2 separate regions of the Rattus norvegicus genome follow, and region 2 is linked to region 1. The links are chromatin contacts, called in public Hi-C maps. All regions are on one chromosome and are shown on one strand. The core of a region is the stretch at or near the end of the contact, and the rest is flanking DNA. Distances in the headings are between cores, read along the strand shown.

The links. A called contact is a pair of places that touch in the nucleus more often than the background predicts.
Region 2: a Hi-C map of the A7r5 cell line shows a contact between it and region 1, with 5 times the contacts expected there. The contact joins two enhancer-like sites. A contact is called at or near these places in 10 of 12 Hi-C or Micro-C datasets (the A7r5 cell line, the Rat2 cell line, Schwann cells and 6 more).

What each region holds. Positions count from the first base shown.
Region 1 is chr2:35,569,989-35,573,958 of GRCr8, reverse strand. No RefSeq gene overlaps it. Among named protein-coding and RNA genes, the nearest start is that of Cd180, 18 kb to the left of the region's middle. Within about 2 kb of position 1,663, at least 8 of the 93 cell types and tissues checked have an H3K27ac peak or open chromatin away from gene starts, as enhancers often do. A contact at or near this core is called in the A7r5 cell line, where this site is marked.
Region 2 is chr2:35,989,549-35,993,739 of GRCr8, reverse strand. The region is part of intron 3 of Mast4 (microtubule associated serine/threonine kinase family member 4); the gene reads left to right. Among named protein-coding and RNA genes, the nearest start is that of Mast4, 230 kb to the left of the region's middle. Within about 2 kb of position 1,374, at least 29 of the 93 cell types and tissues checked have an H3K27ac peak or open chromatin away from gene starts, as enhancers often do. A contact at or near this core is called in the A7r5 cell line, where this site is marked.

The sequences.
Region 1 (3,970 bases), core at 414-2,913:
TACTCCTAAGGTGTGTGTAGAACACAATAACTATATCCCAGTGTCCTCCCTGCCACGGGGATAATTTGAGAGCGCAGAAGTTAAAGTCACACTCTCCTCTGTGCTTGATTCTATGACAGCTTCTGAGTCTTTTTTTTTTTTTTTTTTATTGCTTGAGGACCTCTTCTTAGTTGTAGAACTGGTGACGTTGCAGGCCTGCCTTCCCCCATAGTGTATTAGGGAATCCATTCAACAATTGTAGTTGGGCAAATGGACGGACGGTGTAGCTATCAGTCCCTGGACCTTTCTAGAACTAGTAGTGCATTCAGTCTTCCAGCTAGGCATCTTCCATTTTCTACTCAGTGTGACGTGGCTGTTGTTCCTTCACTCCCAGCCCTCAGTGCGTTCCTTTGATCACACACATAGCACATATATGACCTTGCTTTGAATTATCTATACCCGGTCCCCTTTGGACACAATACCTATCAGGACTGCTTTGAGTCTCCTGACATACATTGAAACTACCTGGCTAGCTCTAATGTCTGGAGCCCAAGTTAGAAAATCTGAAACCACTGCGATTTCTTAAATGGCCCCAGGGATCCTAGTGCTGTTGGGAAAGAGGCATCCTCTTCATTGATGGTTTTCTCAGCTCCAGGAGGCAACAGCATCCTGCATCTGCGTGTCCTACTGTTCTCGCTATTGGGTCAGCAGATCCAGTGCTCTACTGTCGGCGCCAGCACCGACCTGGTACCGAGAATCGGGCGAAAGCCTACGGGATGAAAGAAACACACACACACACAGAGGTTATCGTGTCAAGCCAGGAGAGGAAGAGAGGGAGAGAGAGAGAGAGAGAGAGAGAGAGAGAGAGAGAGAGAGGAAGAGCGGAAGGAAGAGTGAGAGTGAGAGGAATAGTGAGAGTCTCCTGTAGCTTTATTCACCACTTATATACCCAAGTCTCCAGGTAGAAAATAACTGGGAAGCACAGTGGGAAACCCTGGCTCGTGACTACCTGGCTTGTGACTTCGGTAACAAAAGACCAACTAGGAGACCTGAATTAATTAGGGAGAAATCCCAGAAGACCAGCCTAAATCTCAAGGATAAAGGCTGAGGAAGTAAAAGGCAGAAGTAAATTGACCACCACCCAGGTGTGGTCCAGGTGTGTCAGTTCCACATGCATCAGCCGGGCTCAGCAGAGGTCATGCAGTGGAGATATCGGGTGTTTACTACTTGGTCTTTTCTTCCTGTGCCGTAAATACATGGGAGAGGCCTCTGTCCAACAATCCCATGACTTCTTAACTGTGGCCATGCAGTTACAAAGCAGCCAGGCCCAAATCCAATATGGCACTACACTCTACACTCTCCCATCAGAGAACAAGAACAAGCCCTTTCCTGGATCCGTCCTCCACAGGGACTGTCTGCTGTCTATGTGCGTTCCCAGGCAGTCAGCTCCACACAGCAGGCCTTGGCTGCTTCACTGCCATTCATTTTGCCATACACTCTAGTGCCATCCAAAACTCTCATGTCTTGTGGCTCCAAGAATGTATGGCTTCTACTTTCTTCCCCAGACTTCTCTTCCACCAGGTCTTCCAATGTCAAAAAGTCTAGACATGGGGCATAGAACAGCTGCCTTCCCCACTTCCCATGGCTTTCTATTTGTGGTGTCCTTGGAGCATAATGGTGGCTCAGACCCATTCTATGAGTCACATGTGACATATCTAAGCTGGCATTTGGCTTGTCTTTCCGATCAGTGTATGATTGGAATCTTGGTTCATACTCCAAAAATAATATTGATGTCTGTCTTACAGCATTTCCTATCTTACTAATTTCCTGTGGCCTCTGAGACATATCACCACAAATTGGTTGGCTCAACGGTACACATATATCCTTTACAGTTCAGCAGATAAGGAACTTGAAACAGATTCGGCCGGACTGAACTTCAGGTGCTGCACTCGATGTGTGGCCTTTAGAGATGGGTTTGTATCTTTCTGCTGTTGGTGGCTGCTAACATTCTTTGATATATTAATCTGTTTTCCTGAGGGAGAGGACTTATGTAATTTACATGTATATCGTCTCTATCTATCTATCTATCTATCTATCTATCTATCTATCTATCTATCTATCTATGTATCTATGTATATATCTATGTATGTATCTATGTATGTATCTATGTATGTATCTATGTATGTATCTATGTATGTATCTATGTATCTATGTATGTATCTATGTATCTATGTATGTATCTATGTATCTATCTATCATCTGCCTATGTGTCTATGTATGTATCTATGCATGTATCTATGTATCTATGTATCTATCTGTCTATCTATTTATGTATGTATCTATGTATCTATCTATCAATCATTTGTCTGCCTATCTATCATCTATCTATCTATCTATCTATCTATCTATCAATCATCTGTCTGCTTATCTATCATCTATCTATCTATCTATCTATCTATCTATCTATCTATCTATTTCTCATCTATCCATCCTTCCATCTGGAATTGGCTCATGCAGTCATAGAGGGAGGCTGAGATGTGTCACATGCAGTACAGTCATCAAGCTAGAACAAGTGTTCTAAGCTCCAGGGTGAGGGGAGGAGACGACCAGTACCCAGTTTGGAAGTCAGAGAGGAGAAATCCCTTCCTACTCAGCCTGTTTGTTCTGACCAGTTGATTGGGTGAGGCCCAGAGCAGGGTGGGGGGAGGGGGGCAATCTGCTTTAGTAGCCTCCAGAAACAAGCTTACGGGCACACAGAATTCTATTTGACCACATCTCTGGGGAACTCATGTGTAGTCAGGTAATATACAAAATTAACTTTCAAACTTGCCTGTGGCCACATCTTTCGATCTAAGCCAGCATTACTGATTTTCTTTTCTTTTTTTTTTTTTTTTTTGGTTCTTTTTTTTTTGGAGCTGGGGACCGAACCCAGGGCCTTGCGCTTCCTAGGCAAGCGCTCTACCACTGAGCTAAATCCCCAACCCCATTACTGATTTTCTCTTTGCTCTCTTTACATTGTATGGATGTCCCTAAATACTCCCGTGACCTTGGATTTTTAGGTGTAGAGGTTGAGGCAAGTTCTTTGTATTTAGCTTATACAGACACCCAGCTTGCAATGTTTGGCTCAGCTCCCGGGGGGCTCTGATTATAGGTATGCCACACCATTCCAGCCTATCGGATCCTTGTCACAAGGTAGAACATGATCACATGTGCGCCTACCTAGAAAATCCTGGTAATTTGCCCATTTAACTTCCTCAATTAAACCACATCTGCAAAAACGCTCCCCGCCAAGGTAGAATTCTCAGGTTTAGGATTAAAGCACAAATACCTTCTGGAAGACCATTCATTATTCAACCTTCTCTACCAATTAAAGTATTAGTAATTACCATCAAGTTTCTTTAATCAGAACTTATGGATTCACCTCTGTCATAAAAGTTCCCTTGAATTCATTCATAATTACATAGTCTCCAGCTTCTAAGTTGATCTTGGATCTTGTCAGTAATTTCCACTCACCTACCTACCACCTAACAGCAAATACGATGTTCCTCCCAGACTATTTTAACAGTTTTCTTATGTCGACTGCATTATTCGTGAGATACCCATCTCCACATGCTAGACTGAGAACCTCGGGAAGCCAGGACCATCAATGGTTGAATACCTTTGTATTTGAGGTCCCAGGACAGTGCCTGGTACAGTGTGGAGGTGTCTAGTAAATACACTGGATGGATGACTACCCAACTCCTAGTTCTCACAGTGTTTTACAATTTATGAGAGAGAGAGAGAGGGAGAGAGAGAGAGAGAGAAAGAGAGAGAGAGAGAGAGAGGGAGAGAGAGAGAGAAAATATTAAATATACAGTAACGGCACCATATCTACATAGATATTTATGTATGTGCATCAGGATATTTTACTCAGCAATGGACTGCATATGGGACAGTGGTCTGAGTTATTTACTTCCGAGTCCGTGCACCATGGCAAACTCACCCATGGATC
Region 2 (4,191 bases), core at 125-2,624, 420 kb before region 1:
GTGATTTATATTTTATTATTTCCTCCCAGGATGTAATTTTTTTTTCCAATTCCGTGATTCCTATCATGTTGTCAGTAGTGATTTGATGGCTAATATGCCAGAAATAATTAGATAAAAAATGGTGATGCAGACGTCAAGACAACGTAGCTTTCTTATGAAAGAGCCTTCAGCAAAATCATGCATGTTTCACAGTAGGAATCACGGGTTGCATGCGTTGAGACGGTCTTCAGATTACAGGCGGGATGGAAAGGGAGCTCTGCGAGAGAAGCGTGGGCTGCAGCAGATTTCATAGGCATATGCTTGCTACTGACCCCACCTGCAATTTGAACCAAATTAAATGTGTTTTTGAAAATGCTACTCTGGGGGTTTTGTCAGTGGGAAGGTGTTAGGCCCTCAGATTCTGTTTGAGTGAGGAGGAGTACGCCTGTCTCTAGAAAGCTTGGAGGCGTCCAGCCCTTTGTTGGAGTCCTCCTTCCTGATGGATTTGACATCGTTTCGGGATGCAGATATATACACTATGCTTGGTGAGAGCGTGCATTTATGTGCATAAACAAACCTGTTTTTTCCTTAGAGGTTAGAGCTGGACCACTTCAAATTACTATCTTAAAATACAAGAGAAGATCATTTGTGGCTACAGTGCTTGTCCCTGGGTGGCATCTACTGGAACTTTAAATGAAGTGGGCCCATTGCTGGGGCCCTGGTTACCTCTGACCACTGATGACACTGGTAGTTATTAAGATCTTGTTATTCGTGTGTTCTTTTAATAAGCAGTAAATATTTCTAGGATTCAACAGTGCTAACATTAGGATGCATTATCATAATAACTCAGTACGCATGTTGGAGAGTAATAAGGGTGGGTGTCCAACTTTGTCAAAAGCATCATCTGCTCTCATCACAAAGGTGACAACATTGTGTGCCTTGGACCTGCACACCCCAGCTCCCCAGTGTTTTCTGAGCTCCACTTTCCCACAGATGAGAGTGAGGCCTCGGCCTTCTCCTTATCCATGATTGAATTCCTGGACAGAAGATTCTGGAAGCCAGGACTGTGGCCCACGGGCCTTGGGAGGCAGAGGCTCTCTGAGAGGCTCTGAGTGGAAGGAGGAAGAGCACTGTGAAGTCCTGCTTGTGTGCCACAGAGGAAGGCCATGAGTTCCCATACAGGGCTGTGCTGAGTGTCCCCTCAGTACACTGGTGCTGGCTTCCACATTTCCCATCAGGTTACTCCTTTCTCTTTCCTCTTCCCCAAGCCCATGATACCTTGACACCTAAGAAAGAGGAGGCTCCACGGAAGAGGGACTTGCCACAGCCTGTACACTGGCGTGTGGCAGAGCTTGGATCGGGCTGGCAGGCTGGCTACACAGGGCAGCCTTTGGGGAATGAAGAGTGACGTCATGACTGGGAATTCCCCCTCTCCTTCCCAGCACTGCTCAGAGTAGATCAGCCTTGCTCTGAGTCATTTGCTGAAAACGGAGAGGGGGATTTAAGGAGAATTCCCTTGGTGGTAAATTCCAGAAAAGTTATTGGACTAGGAAAGAAAGGGCTGCCAACACTGTCCCGCCCCCGGGACATATGCCGTGCTGGGCATAGCAACTAGGAGAATGCCCTTGGCTCTGCGTAGGTAGTGTGATTGTAACTAAGTGCTGGTTGTATTTGGAAGCGTGTAATTGAGAAGGCAGAGACCCAAGGGCTGTTCAGACTGAGGGGAAACCCAGAGCTGTTCTATCTAGCCTGTCTCTGGATGCCCTCTCTCTCAGTCCTACTCATGGGCTCTCACTCCTCCTTTCTCACATTCCTTTTCTGTTAGAAGCCCAAGGCATATAGGGACCACTTGGGATTCCTGCACCTTTGATGGTATATTCTGATCGCTGATCTCCTATGATCATCCTCCCCACCCCCCTTAGGAGATAAAAGATCTAGTGCCTTTCACATCTCCATCAGTCTCTCTTTCCCTCCTTGGTTTAACAATGAGAGGGAAGGAGAGGAGAGGAGAGGAGGGGAGGGGAGGGGAGGGGAGGGGAGTGGTGAGGAGAGGAGAGGATGGAGGTAGGAATGTAGACTCCAGTCTGATCTGAATTGGTGGCTCTATCCTGCCTGTCCTTGGCGTAGAATCTTAGAAAATACATAATCCCTCAGAATGCCAGTTCCTCATCTCTGGCAGGGAAGGGGCTTACCTGATTTGTGGGACTGTTACTGTTCAGTGTTCAGTGAGATGACTGATTGATACATAGTATATGACCAAGAAAAAGTCAATCATTATCATTTATAAGTGAAAGGAGTGGAAATAAAATACAAACATTAAGAAGGGATTGAAATACAAGCACAGAAAGGCATTTGATCAAAGCTCTCGAGCAAAGCTTGACTGTGCCATTCAGAGTCCCTGTTTCATTCTGAGACATGGGGGCATGACTGTTGCCACAGTAGATCTTTGCATGCCTTCTCATGAATGATCATCCCCTTTGTGCCCCACATGACCCATAATGTTTTAATTTAAAAGGAGGCAGCAAACACACCCATTGGTGTCCAGTAGTAATTTTATGAGTGGAAAACACAATGTAGCGGTTTAATGGGAGAATGTATCCATTTGGCAATATTGACTTCCCCAGGGAATGATTAGATGAGACATTGAAGCCTTCTCTCTCTTGCAGGTAGCAGGATAGGTTGATAGAGATATTTTGTCATTATCTATAGTCCTCGTTGAGAAGTAGCTGACATCACCACACTTGTGCATGAACACGTTTAGGAGCATCCCTCCGAGCTGTCATGAATTCTAGAAAGCTTGCAGAGCACTCTATAAACTCTGGGGGTCTGGTGGGGCGTGGGGCAAACTGACACTCCTCTGTCACTGCTGCTCCAGGGTCAGGTCGAAAGTCAAGGGAGAAGGAGCCTTCTTTGGGGATTGATGAGACCCTCTCTCTCCCTCGACACTGGGTCTCTGGGTAGACAGATGTTCAAAAGGAAAGATGGGAAGAAGGAACCCGGAGTGGTTGCAGAGTAGATATAAAAACTTCAGGTGCCTTTGCTTTCTAAAAAACAAACATACAGGGCTGGAGAGACTGCTCTTCCAGAGGTCCTGAGTTCAATTCCCAGCAACTGCATGGTGGCTCACAACCATCTGTAATGGGTTCTGATGCCTTCTTCTGGTGTGTCTGAAGACAGGGACAGTGTACTCATGTACATTAAATAAATATTTGAAAAAACAAAGCAAAACAGCAACAACAAAAACAAGCATGCATACAAACAAACTCCGTGAGCATTCAGCTGCCCGAGGATGGACACAATGCAAAGAAACCTTGGCGCAGGGTAACCAACACAGATCTGCTGGAGGCAGGGTTCCAAATAGGTAGGAGGTGGACACCCAACAAGAGATAGACCTGAATCCACACTGTACCAGGGCCTACAAATCTCCATTGCCTCTTTGTGAAAAGCAGCCAAATGCTTTTGCTCCTGATTGGAATTCGGAACTGTTTTTGTCTCTGGAAGACACTAACCGACAATAATTATTGAAATGTAATTTTGACCTCTATCCTAGTGACCATGAATTTTGAATGTCTCATGACCTAAACAATGCCAAGAGTAAATGGGCTCGTGGGGTACCAAGGTAGATATCATTAAGCCGAATATCACAAAGCTCCTTGATTTAGACTACAATGCACGGCAAAGCCCACAGAGTTTTCTCATTTGAATACCAGTGGAAAGGTGATGTGTACTGAAGTTCGTGTTTTGTGAACTAACTCTCAACATTGTGAACATATTCTGCGAAGGTATAAAATCACAGGGAAGGAGGGGGTTTATTAATGGAAATTAGTCTGGATCCCAATTATTACCTGTGAATAGTGTCATCATTTGAGGGTTTTATTGCATTTTAACACATGGCTTATCTTGATGAGAAAATATATAGCAAAGGGTAAATGTAGCAATTTCCCTTTACTATTCCCTCCGCTCGACCATTATTGCCTGATGTTATTTTCAGCAGCCTTTCATTTTTGTCCCAAATGTTTTTGCCTCTGGCTTGTTTTGTTTCTTTAAAATGTATGTGTATCACTTCTCAAAGTGATACACTTTGACAGGTAATCGATATTTTTTTTCATACTAGATTTGATGGTTATAATCTTCATCTTAGACTTAGTTAAGGGTGGAATGCTAACCTAGATTTTTATCTCAAGATATCCCTTTGTCAAGAGACAGACACAC